4 separate regions of the Zea mays genome follow, and all the other regions are linked to region 1. Evidence: chromatin contacts called from public Hi-C data. All regions are on one chromosome and are shown on one strand. Each heading gives the region's core, a stretch centred on a gene start, on an enhancer-like site or on the middle of the called end of the contact. The rest is flanking DNA. Distances are from core to core; before and after follow the strand shown.

Region 1 (2,901 bases), core at 334-2,833:
ACACCCTTGACTGACTAACTAGGAAAGCTAGTGGAGGACTACCTTACCCGATAGGGGCAAGGGCAGTATGGGAGTGGTCAGTGTGGGGAGGCCCTTGGGTTAATTTTGCTGCGATGGCGGTCAGGCGAGGGTTCCCTGCATTGTAGCTTCCTAGAAACTGTAGTGGGTTTTCTGAAGCTAGTGGAACTTTGTAAAGGCCTCGTAGTGGTACTCTGCCTCGCTTCCTTGGTAGAGGTGTATGGGGTCCGATCAACCCCGTGGCAAATGGGTAACACGACTTGTGGGTAAAGATGTGTAACCTCTGCAGAGTGTAAAACTGGTATACTAGCCGTGCTCACGGTCATGAGCGGCTCGGACACTCACATGATTAACTTATAGAATTAAATTCAATTTATCATTTGCATCGCATTGGGATTTATTATTATTTTAATTTACTATTGCTATGGTTTAGTATTCACTTACATTTAGTAACTGCTAATAAAATTTTGACCAACTTATAAAAGCAATGCTCACCTTCAACTTTTATTTTGTTGATCAGCCTTACACTTCACATGAATTCCCACCTTTGGTGAGTTCATGCACATTATTCCCCACAACTTGTTGAGCTATGATCTTTTGTGAGCTCACTCTTGCGATATATAAACCCTCCACATGTGAAGAGAAGGTGGTTGAAGAGGAGCCGCCCTACAATGAAGCTTACATGTTGATTTAGGTGGCGTCTCCCAGTCAGCTCTGTGGCGCCAGAAAATAATATTTAGTTCGTTTTTATCATTATTTATTTCCTTGTAAGACTTTCGTTATGTAATAATTATATTTATGATATTTATGACATTTATTTCTATACACTTTGTCATTATATGTGATGTTCTTTCTTGGCGCACATATGAGACGCACCCAACTTTATCCTTTAAATCCGGGTGTGACTGTTCTCTACTGCGGCTCGGTGCCAGAAATAGTTAATGCAGCCGACCACTTATGGCTGGTCAGTCTTAGGCCAGACAAGGAATCCCCTCGAGTGGCTTTCCTTCGGTTCGCGCGGTCCCCCTCTCTAGCTCCACCACGCCTAACCCCGAGCTTAGTGCCTCGGGGTTTATCCGGGGGCGAGCACTTCCAGGGTAGACAGTTCCCTTATCCCCTGCTAGTCGGTGATTCCATATAGTCCAGAGATTCTTATCCCGTACAATCTCTCCGATCGGTGGGCCTCAGAGACCCGTGGATCTTTTTCATGACAGAAATGAAGGGGATCGTAAAGAAATTTGAGTTTCCAAACTAGTGCTAAGAGATTTTTCTTCCTTGTCTTTTCGGGAGATTTTTCTTCCTTGTCTTTTCGGGTTTCTCTTCCCTTACTTTCAAACTTGCCTTTAAAAGTTCTAAGCAGGAGCAGCCATGCAACTACCTTTTTTATGTTTGTTTATGCCATATATTTGGGTCATGCTGGTTTCGTTTGGTCAAACATGGACCAAAATAAATGACTCCATGTATTCTCTCTCCGAAAATCACGCCATAAAGACTCTCCTCTCCGACGACTGACCGTTCCCCGACTCTCTCTCCACATCAGTTTTGGTCCCAAATTCAGCCTGAGAGCTGCAGCAGCGAAGAGCCGAAGAAAGCCAGCCTCGCCTTCCCCCTCTCCCCATACTAATCATCATCAAGGGCCTGCGATTCCAAGTTGCGTTTCCTGTCTGGGGATTCAGGGTGGAAGGAGATGAAATCGCCATTGCGCAGGTTCCGGGGCTTCGCCCTTCATCACCACCACCACCACAGGGAGAGGAAGGACCACCGCCCGCCGTCCGCCAAGCTCGACGAGCTCGTCTACGCCGCCCAGGTCTCCTCTCCGCCGCGAACGCCTCTGTTCATTCCTCTCGGTTATTGCCGTTCGTTCTGCCGTGTGGTTACGCGTTAAAGTCGGATCGTGTGTGCTCGTCGAGGAGCCGCTGTCCCGTCGCTTGCTTATGCCGCTGATTTTCATGGGCTGTGTTGGCCGCAGTGATTTGTTCCTGGGGCACGATGATTTTTTAGGATCGAATGACCTTCGCCTATACATTCTTTTCTGAGCTATAAATCCTTTTTCGTGTTTATTTCTTATATATAGTTTTGCGCTTTTTCTTTTAGACTGGGAATTCTACTTAGTAATCTGTTCATACATTATTTGGATATGATCAGTGAAATGTGTGGATTTGATCGCTTTCATGTATTATTGTGGCCACTAGAGATTTGGAGTCCAGAAGCACATAGTATTCATTTTGTGGCCTGTTTCTTCCTGGTCAAAGTCCACGGTAGGAAGCTTGGGTCGCAGAAAGTAGCTATCTAGAACTCGTCTACAGTCAGCAATTCAAAGTCGTCATGAGAGGAACTGATCATTTGTTTAACCTAGCATTGCCTGCTGGGCGTTATTATATTCAATACCAGTGGAAATACGTTTTCTGAAATTCAGGGGAATTGAGTCTTTTTTTTCAGCATTTCCGTCTCAGATACAATGAACAGTTCCTGTCTTTACTTGACTGCATCTTAATGGATAAATTATGGTGAAAGCTGTTCAGACATGAATGTGATGTTGGATAGTGATTGAAGTTTATTATATGGTACAAGTTTGACAGGACTATAAGCTGATCCATGATTTAAATTTTCAGACAAATTCACAAGTCATTCACTTTCTCATGTGAACTGTAATAGGAAGAAAAGATTTGGGGCCACAACTGCCCTCTAGTGGAAATTAAAAAAATTTAACCCACCTTTTGCAACAAACATGGAATTGTACTTTGCAGGAAATGGAAGATATGAGGAACTGTTACGATAGCTTGCTTTCAGCTGCAGCCGCAACGACAAATAGTGTATATGGTGATTGCTATTTTTACTTCTAATGAAATAAAACTGTCCCTATCTTCACATCAGATATTTCAT
Region 2 (2,831 bases), core at 34-2,533, 280 kb after region 1:
AGCAGCACCGACACTAGATGCAGCAGAGCACTAGCTACTACACCAACACCAACCCTTATCATCTCAGTCATCACATCAGTAGCTGCCACAAACCCACCCTGATCACCATCTCAGACTAAAGATATCTTACCACTGGTTTGCATGTACAAATTAGGATAATAATATCAACATTGTAATCATGGCCACAACAAGAAAACACAAATGGGAAAACTTGGTCACAGTCATGTCAATCATATTATTACATGACCATCAAACAAACATGAGTTCCATAGAAGGGTAAACAAGCTGGATTCAATAATGTGGCCCATCATATCCTAGAGGTTCCCCTCCCTCCCCAGATAGCATTACAGATGGCATCCCTCTTTGCAGCCATGGCACTGTCAAGGCAACTGCTTGCTTACACAACAACTCACAACTCAAAGAGGGATCCATCTACATGCATATAAAAATGATAGATGAATTAAGCTCATCATACCCTGCTTGGTCTCAACATGCTTGCACAATGAATCAGTAAGGAAAAAGAGCACGATTGCATCATCTAGATATACCTCCAGGTGCACGTAAAGGACAACATCATTGACCATTTTAGTATAAATCCAAAGCAAACCACATGAAAATAAAAAATTGCAGCAAGTATACCAAGCATAACAAAGTAGATAACACATCCTTAAATCAACCAAAACAGACTATAACAAATCATGAGCAACCTATATTGTACCAAACCCTAACGGATTCAACAACTAGAAGAAATAGAAGATTACATGCCGATTTCACCTTGGGCCCGGGGTCGTAGCAACAAACACCAAGTAGATCTCAAAGTAGAGGAAGCAGACTGGAAGTAGAAGTAGCCGACGGGCACAAAGAGGAAGAAGTCCAACACCTCAGAGTCCCCACAGCAGCCGGAGCAGCGTGCGTCGAGCAACCTCAAAGACAGGGAACAGAGACGAACCCTGCCAGAGGAGCTCACCGTCGCCACGAACAACTGCTCAGCACCATCGGTCTCTCACGCAGGAGGATTCGCTGGTGTGGAGCGCACACGTGGAGGTTTCGCCTTCCCGCGCGAGCCACCCATCGACACGCGAGAGCGCCCCCGAATCACTCGCCTTGCGCCGCGAGCAACCGAGCTCACAAAAGACGAACCCTAGGGGTGTTTCCTAGAGCTAGGTGGGGGAAGGGGGAGGGGTTAATGTGCACGCGCACAACCGAGCTCTCAAATGGACCAAACAACACAATCACTAAAATTGCAGCCTAGAAGCGCAGTCAGGTGGTCGGGCCACCTTCACAAACACCACTTCTTACCGATTAGTAGAAAAAAAAACTCCTCGGCCCCAGCATTTTCGTGCAAGGGGCGAGCCGCCAGCTACTGCTGGCCTTTTCCCTCACACAAGTCACACGCACACCCGCTAGCCCCCGTCCCCCGTCCCGCCCGTACCTTCCTCCGCCGCCTCCGTCCTCGTTCCAACCGTGGGCAGCAGGCAGGCCCAAGTATCTGCAGTAGATTGGTGGAGAGGAAGAAGACGGCAGGCACCCACGCAGATCAAACGTGCTCCGCCACCCTTGGTTTCGGCGAATCGGCGCCGTACGCCGTAAATCGAGCCGTCTCCGAGCAGATCGACGCGCTGCATAGCAATTCGACCCGTCTCCGGCCAAATCGACGTCCAGAGCTGCAAATTGACCCATCTCCGCGCTGACCTCCGCTTGTGCCTGCCGAGGAGCGCCGAAGTTACGCCCTTCTCGTGAAGGTGTGCGCTCCGACTCACTTAGATGTAGGTCTATGTAAGAAGAAGAATCCCAAACAATAAGATGGACACCAAACGCATAGCTTTTTTGTATAGTACTTCTTTAGGAAGTGGCTTCCCTGGCCAGCTCTAGAAAAGCCAGCTCAAGCAGATCCAGACGGGGCCGACTGCGCAACCTGTTCGACCGGTCCTGCACCGCCTCTCGGTCGCCGAGCTTGGCTCTCGATCCCGCCGCTGGGGCACGGTTGGGGGCTTGACTCACATTTGGTGCTAAAAATTTACTATTCTAGAGCATTTTGCCTCCTCATTCATTAACTCAGATTGTTGAGATGGCAAAAGATGATGTTTATTCCGCCTGAAATCTTATTTGCACAATACATAGGCATTTTTATGGCATTTCTAGCAGCTGAAACAATAAATACTGTTTGTCGGTTCACTGAAGCATATATCGTTTCTAATTTGGTAATTGAGCCTCACTTAGATGATGGCATCAAATGTTTGACCTTGATGTTCTGCTAGGTAACATTAGTTGGTTACTTTTATCTGGATCATGTTCATCACGGTAGCATCATATGTAATGCTGTCCACACAAGTCAATCCCAGGGATTTCTTTAGATATAAATTTGTAATAGTTCGATTCATCTAATCTTTGATTATGTTAACAGAGATCTGATTGTTGATTTTTTTTGAAACTTGCCTTTTTATTTTTTGCTTTGTTTATGCAACAAAAGTTCTGTTAAAGTTTCTTTTTTATTACTAGGAGTAGAAAATTTAGAATTAGGAAGTCCCTAATGTTATTTCCTCATTTACAAATTTAGACATCCTTGATAAACCTGATGGCTATCGCGGAGAGCTGTGTTGATGCGGTGGTCATGGAGATGGTGGCTGTCTACTGCGGTGGCCTCTATGCCGCCAAGCCAGAGCTTGCTGCCCGCCGCATTGAGGCCATCGGCTTTCAGGTTGGGCACCAGCTCTCTGAGAGGTATAGCCAGAAACAATTTTTTTTCTCCTGTTCTGTTCTTCATCTGCCTAATTCTGCACTCAGGTTCCTAGTCCAAACCTTAACCGATGATCTGTCACCCTAGTGTGGTT
Region 3 (2,861 bases), core at 288-2,787, 390 kb after region 1:
AAAATCTGTTCTGTCCCAACGAAGTTGTGTCCCAGGCGCCTTGCCTCTTCCTGTGCAAGCATAATCACCTTGATTGCTTTCTCAGTGAAGCGCTCAAACATGGCACGGACCACCCCTCTTGAGGCTGACCCGCGTGGCCTTGCAATCTGGCTTGCCACGATTGATCCAAAGTCACGCTTAATTACAGACCTCGTATCCAAAAAGTTTGTCTGACGCAGCCCTTGGAAGCCACCAAGAGTAAGAGTCCTTGTTGGCGTATTCCGCACCATTGTAGCATTTGTTCTGGCCCTTGCACGCACACGGAACCGACCTGAGCTGCTTCTGTAAACGGCTGGAACAATAGCAGACTGAACAAGAGCGCCCTCCATGTTGAACTAGGAAAAGGCAATCCCAGACCTGTATCTACCAAGCCCTGAAAATTTGCAGAAGGAACTAAGTAAAACTGTAAATATCACAAAATGCTATGCAGATGCGGCAAACCAAACTAATTAAAATGGAAGAAAAGAGCTTGCAACTAAATCTGAAGGTGGCAAGTCAAATGGAAGAAAAGAGTTTGCAACTAAATCTGAAGGTGGCAATTCAGATGGAAGAAAAGAGTTTGCAACTAAATCTGAAGGTGGCAAGGATTCACGGAACTATCAAATACAATAGCAACTACCATACTGAAACGATTGCAGGTCTCGAATATATTATATTTCCTCGAATCGATTATGCATCCTTTCTGTGCCGACCCAGGCGCACACGCTTTAGAATCCCACATCGAATTAACACCCAACCCCACCCACCCAGCCAGGCGCCAGCCACCGTTCAACGAAACAGAGCCAAGAGATATGGTTGCTGGTTGAGACAACAAGACGCCCTCTAAATCGTATCAGCAGAATCTCAACTCTCAAGTGGGCAACATTTAGCCTAGGCGACGCACAACAAAAGCGACCCCGCCAGAGCCATCCGCGCTACCCACTAGGAAAGCACCCGCAGATGCGCCATGCAGGGCAGCCAAGAGATGAGCCGGCGGGACCAATTCCATCCAGCAACTCCTAATCCCCAACCACGACGCGCCGACAGACACCCTTCACATATTGAGACGGGGAATTGGGAACGGGGAGATTACCACGCCTTTGTTTCGTCTCCCGCAGAGGGGTCGTGGAGCTCGCACCGGCAGAACCGTCCCGACCCTACGCCAGCGAGGCGGGCGCACCCTAGACGCGAGAAGAGGTGGCGGAGGAGACGAGAGGGAGGGGGTAGCTGCCTGCCGCGGTAGTGGGAATTGGGAATGGAGAAGTCAGAAGATAAGGAAAGGAAGCGACGAGAGCTTGTGCTTTGGTGGAGTGGGTCGTACGTCACCCCATCCCAACACGGGCTTTTTCTCTATCTCGTTTGCCCGCGTGTACAGCCCACTTAGCCCATATACGTCCCTAGTTTGTGCAGCGGAACACCTTTATATTTCAGCGGCCTGGTTTGCTGGCTGGCTAAGCGAAATTTTGCGAAAGTCATTTTAACCCCCGCAGCTATTCACGAAGTCCGAATTACTCTTTGGTACGTAAGATTTGGGTTTTAGTCGGCTGTACGCTACTCAAATTTCCTCCGAAATTAGTGTAGAATGAGTTCACTTTTTTCAATCTCCCCTAATTCTAGAGATGTTTTGAGTTTGTAAGGGCTAGTTTGGTAACCTCATCTTTCTAAGAGATTTTCATTTTCTCATAGAAATTAGTTTATTTTCCCTTGAGAAAATGGGATTCTCATGAAAAAAATAAAGTTGTCAAACTAGCCCTAAACTATCCATTACAGCCACTACCAAATATGCTTCTACATTGCACGAAATCAAATAAGTTTTATACCTTGTTTGGATGTCGATGTTGGTGCACAGAATTGGGAATTGGAATAAGCTTTTATGAATTATGTTGTTTGGTTGCACATGGAATTGAGTTTTAGAATCAGAGAGCCAATTCCATGGTATTGAACTATAACTAGAAACTCTCTCTCTCCCAATTAAGAGTGTCACCCCTCTGTATTGCGTTGAATTAGATCACCCAGTTCCAAACTCCAATACAGTGACATCCAAACAATAGAAATGGAATTGCATCTCATTTCAATACCATGGCTGATTTGTTAGTTGTTTCATCATCATCATCACTAGAGCTACTACTAGATGCATACTCGTCATCATCACTACAAGATGTATATTTAGGAGAGTGGCTTGGTATGGATTTTTACCTTTTTAACCCTCTCTTGTCATGAGGCAAGTATGCTTGAGCTTGGGTAAGAGTGATGACTTGTTGAAGGACAATGTTGCAATGCTTTTCTCTTTAGAAGAGTCTGAACTCTCATCATTTGAGTCATATTCCTTCCCAATATGAGCTTCACCGCTATGCCTCTTCTTGAATAACTTTTATTCTTGACATAGCTCTTCTTCTCTTCGTTCTTTTCTTCTTTGTCTTTCGTCTTCTCATAAGGGCAACTTGAAATAAAATGCCCATTCTTGCCACAGTTATAGTGGTTTTTCCTTGATCTTGACTTTGAATTATCATTTCTTTTGTTGCTCTTATAGTTATGGTTCTTCGTCTCTTTAAGCTTCAAATGAAGAGTGTCATATCAATACTTAAGCAATCTTCACTTGATGATTCTTCAACAACTAGCTTGCCTTTTTTTCTTCTTGGTCCCTTGAGTGCAACATCTTGATTCTTTAAAGTAGCGACACCTTTGGACAAACACTTGACATACTTGGTTTCTTCTTCCATCATCTTATGGTTGATAATCTTGCCAAGTACTTCTTTCAGTGTCATCCTCTTGTAGTAAGGACTTTCTCTTATCAAGGTAGGTAGTGTCATGTTTTTTTACTGAGAAAGTCTGTAGCATCCTCT
Region 4 (2,700 bases), core at 155-2,654, 330 kb before region 1:
CGTCGTCGTCACTTTCCTCGTAAGTGCCGGAAATTGGGCCAGGCCGGCTCAAACCCATCGTGTTTCGTGCTAAATAGATTTAGGCTAGAAAAGCCTAAAAAAATTTTAGGTCGTGCCGTACCAGCCCGAAGTATAAAAACAATAGCCCAGTCCGGCCTAAACCATATCGTGCCTTTGTTGGGTCGTGCCGACCCAAGCCCGACACATATATTTAACCACGTAAAATCAAAATATTAAAACCATATAAAGTTCATAGCTTACTAAATAAAAGATATTAAACAATTTTAGCATCATTTAACCACACAAACTCTAAATATAATAACAATATAAAGTCGACATCTTACTAGATTAAATAAATTAAACAGGTTGAGGTTAATTGGGCCGTGCCGGCCTAAGCCCGGCCTATCTATGCGGGCCGTGCGAGGGGCCCGACGAGCTGAAATTTGAGGCCCGGCCTAAGCTCAGCTTCGGACCGTGCTAGCTCGACTCATATTATTTCGTGCCGGGCTGTGTTTTGGGCCCCTGTTTTCGGCCCGTGCTCGTGCTAGCCCAAAAAGCTCGACCCATATTCTGAGTAATAGTCCTCACCCGGCTTCCTTTTCACGATTAACTGTACGTGGATCCCAAAAAAAAAATCTCGGCTTCTCGCTACAGAGACGACCATGGGAAAGAATTAATCTAGAGGACGAGTCGTGAGGATATGGCGTTGCCGTCGGCCACCGTACGTGTGCCGTGGACGGCCAGCACCTTCCGGCTTGCACCGAACATGCTGGTGGCGTTGTTCTTCCTGGCGGCGCTACTGGCGGCCCCGGCGCGTTCGTCGTCGCCGTCGTCCAACAACGGCGCCGGTCTTCAGCAGCCCACCCTGACCGTCTGCTCCGGGCACTCCACTGTCGCCACGAGCGGCGAGTTCGCCAGCTTCCTCGCAGCCGTGTGCGCCGGAGCCTACGGCGGCGGCGTCGCCCCCCACATGTCCCACAGCATGTCCTCGTACGTCGCCGCCGAGAACCGGACCACCATGTACGGGGTCGCGCAGTGCAGCCCCGACGTGTCGGCCTCCGAGTGCACTGCCTGCCTCGCCGTTGTTGGAACCGGACCGCCCACACACGGCGTGTCCGTCGGGGCCGCCCGCACACACTGTGCAAGATCATGCATTGCATTATTAGTTACTTGTTTTAGTAATGCATATTTGTGTTCCACAAATAGATAGCTGCATGAGTGGTGTTCAGCCTGAATCGTGCTGCGTTCACGGTGAGGCGAGTGTGGTCACCGCCACGTCGCGCATGAAGAGCGTTCCCGCGCGTCAGGCGGGCGCGTCGCAGCGCGAGCGCGTGTGGCGGGTGATCGTGGGTCTTAGGCCTGTAAACACTAAGAATAAATAGCAAAGAGTACAACGAAAATGGTGCAACGTTTTGGCACCACAACTCTCCTGCGTTCAGTTCAGATCCGCTATTTTCGCGTGAGAGAAATCGTGGGCGACGGCGTGCGTCCCTGAGTACGTCGTCTGCGTTGTCGATCGCCACCGAGCTGCACCACCGGCAGCCGACGGCAACAATTGGTATCGGAGCCAGGTAGGCCCAATGCATTTTCAGACAAATCTTGGCTCACAATGTGTGAGGGGGAGATTGTTGGGAATAGTCCCACATTGTGTGGTGAGGGTGTGGTAGCATGGTTTATAAGGTTGAGGGTGCAACCCCCTATCAGGCTAGCTTTTTGGGGGGAGTGTTGGCCCAAGAGACCTAAAGCCCGCTGCTATACGTGCGGGCGCGTGTGTCGCGGCCCGACAGCCTGGATGGACGCGCCGTGTGTGCCGGCCCCGACGGACACGCCGTGTGTCGGGCGGTCCGGTTCCAACAATTGGTATCAGAGCCAGGTAGGCCCAATGCATTTTCAGACAAATCTTGGCTCACAATGTGTGAGGGGGAGATTGTTGGGAATAGTCCCACATTGTGTGGTGAGGGTGTGGTAGCATGGTTTATAAGGTTGAGGGTGCAACCCCCTATCAGGCTAGTTTTTTGGGGGAGTGTTGGCCCAAGAGACCTAAAGCCCGCTGCTATACGTGCGGGCGCGTGTGTCGCGGCCCGACGGCCTGGATGGACGCGCCGTGTGTGCCGGCCCCGACGGACACGCCGTGTGTCGGGCGGTCCGGTTCCAACAGCCGCAGCCTCGTCCAAGCTCATCGCCGGGACCGCGTGCGCGACGTCGGCGGTCTGGCACGACGCCTGCTTCCTCCGGTACTCGGTCCGCGACACCGGCCGGTTCCGCGAGGACGAACACACGGAGACCGTGTTCAACGCGAGCCGCGCGCTGTCGTCGTTGCCGCCGCATGTCGGCGCCAACAAAGCGGCGGTGAGGCGCCTACTCGCCGCCGTCGTCGCGGACAGCACGAGGAGCGGCCACATGTGCAGCGACATCGGTGTAGGCACTGGTGGGACGACTGCGGCAGGCGGCGGCCGGATCTACGGGCTCACGCGGTGCCTCGGCGGTGCCTCGGCCGGATCTACGGATCTACGGGCTCACGCGGTGCCTCGCCGCCGGGATCTCGTGCGCCGACTGCCGCCGCTGCCTCGGCGGCGCTCTCGCGGTGGTAGAGCGGGAGTACAACGGCAGCGCGGGGATGCAGGTCCTGCGGCTCAGCTGCATGGCCAGGTACGAGAGCTACCCCTTCTACAACACCAAGTCCTTGGCCCGGCGATCGCT

What was found. A called contact is a pair of places that touch in the nucleus more often than the background predicts.
Region 2: a contact with region 1 is called in a Hi-C map of endosperm, with 1.9 times the contacts expected there. The contact joins the promoter of LOC100282812 here to the promoter of LOC100278683 in region 1. A contact is called at or near these places in 2 of 25 Hi-C or Micro-C datasets (ear and endosperm).
Region 3: a Hi-C map of endosperm shows a contact between it and region 1, with 2.1 times the contacts expected there. The contact joins the promoter of LOC103641592 here to the promoter of LOC100278683 in region 1. A contact is called at or near these places in 3 of 25 Hi-C or Micro-C datasets (ear, endosperm and leaf).
Region 4: a contact with region 1 is called in a Hi-C map of ear, with 2.6 times the contacts expected there. The contact joins the promoter of LOC103641588 here to the promoter of LOC100278683 in region 1. A contact is called at or near these places in 4 of 25 Hi-C or Micro-C datasets (ear, endosperm, leaf and 1 more).

Annotation. Positions count from the first base shown.
Region 1 is chr10:113,256,946-113,259,846 of Zm-B73-REFERENCE-NAM-5.0, forward strand. LOC100278683 reads left to right here and starts at 1,584. Exons shown (of 11, transcript NM_001371665.1): 1 at 1,584-1,825; 2 at 2,766-2,838. The coding sequence starts at 1,706.
Region 2 is chr10:113,539,615-113,542,445 of Zm-B73-REFERENCE-NAM-5.0, forward strand. LOC100282812 reads left to right here and starts at 1,284. Exons shown (of 5, transcript NM_001155718.3): 1 at 1,284-1,742; 2 at 2,558-2,721. The coding sequence starts at 2,576. It also overlaps the pseudogene LOC118473581.
Region 3 is chr10:113,647,423-113,650,283 of Zm-B73-REFERENCE-NAM-5.0, forward strand. LOC103641592 (chaperone protein ClpC1, chloroplastic) reads right to left here and starts at 1,538. Exons shown (of 10, transcript XM_008664931.4): 1 at 1,112-1,538; 2 at 1-412. The coding sequence starts at 368.
Region 4 is chr10:112,923,015-112,925,714 of Zm-B73-REFERENCE-NAM-5.0, forward strand. It overlaps LOC103641588 (cysteine-rich receptor-like protein kinase 6), which reads left to right and starts at 1,405. Exons shown (of 7, transcript XM_008664926.4): 1 at 1,405-2,700. The coding sequence starts at 2,618.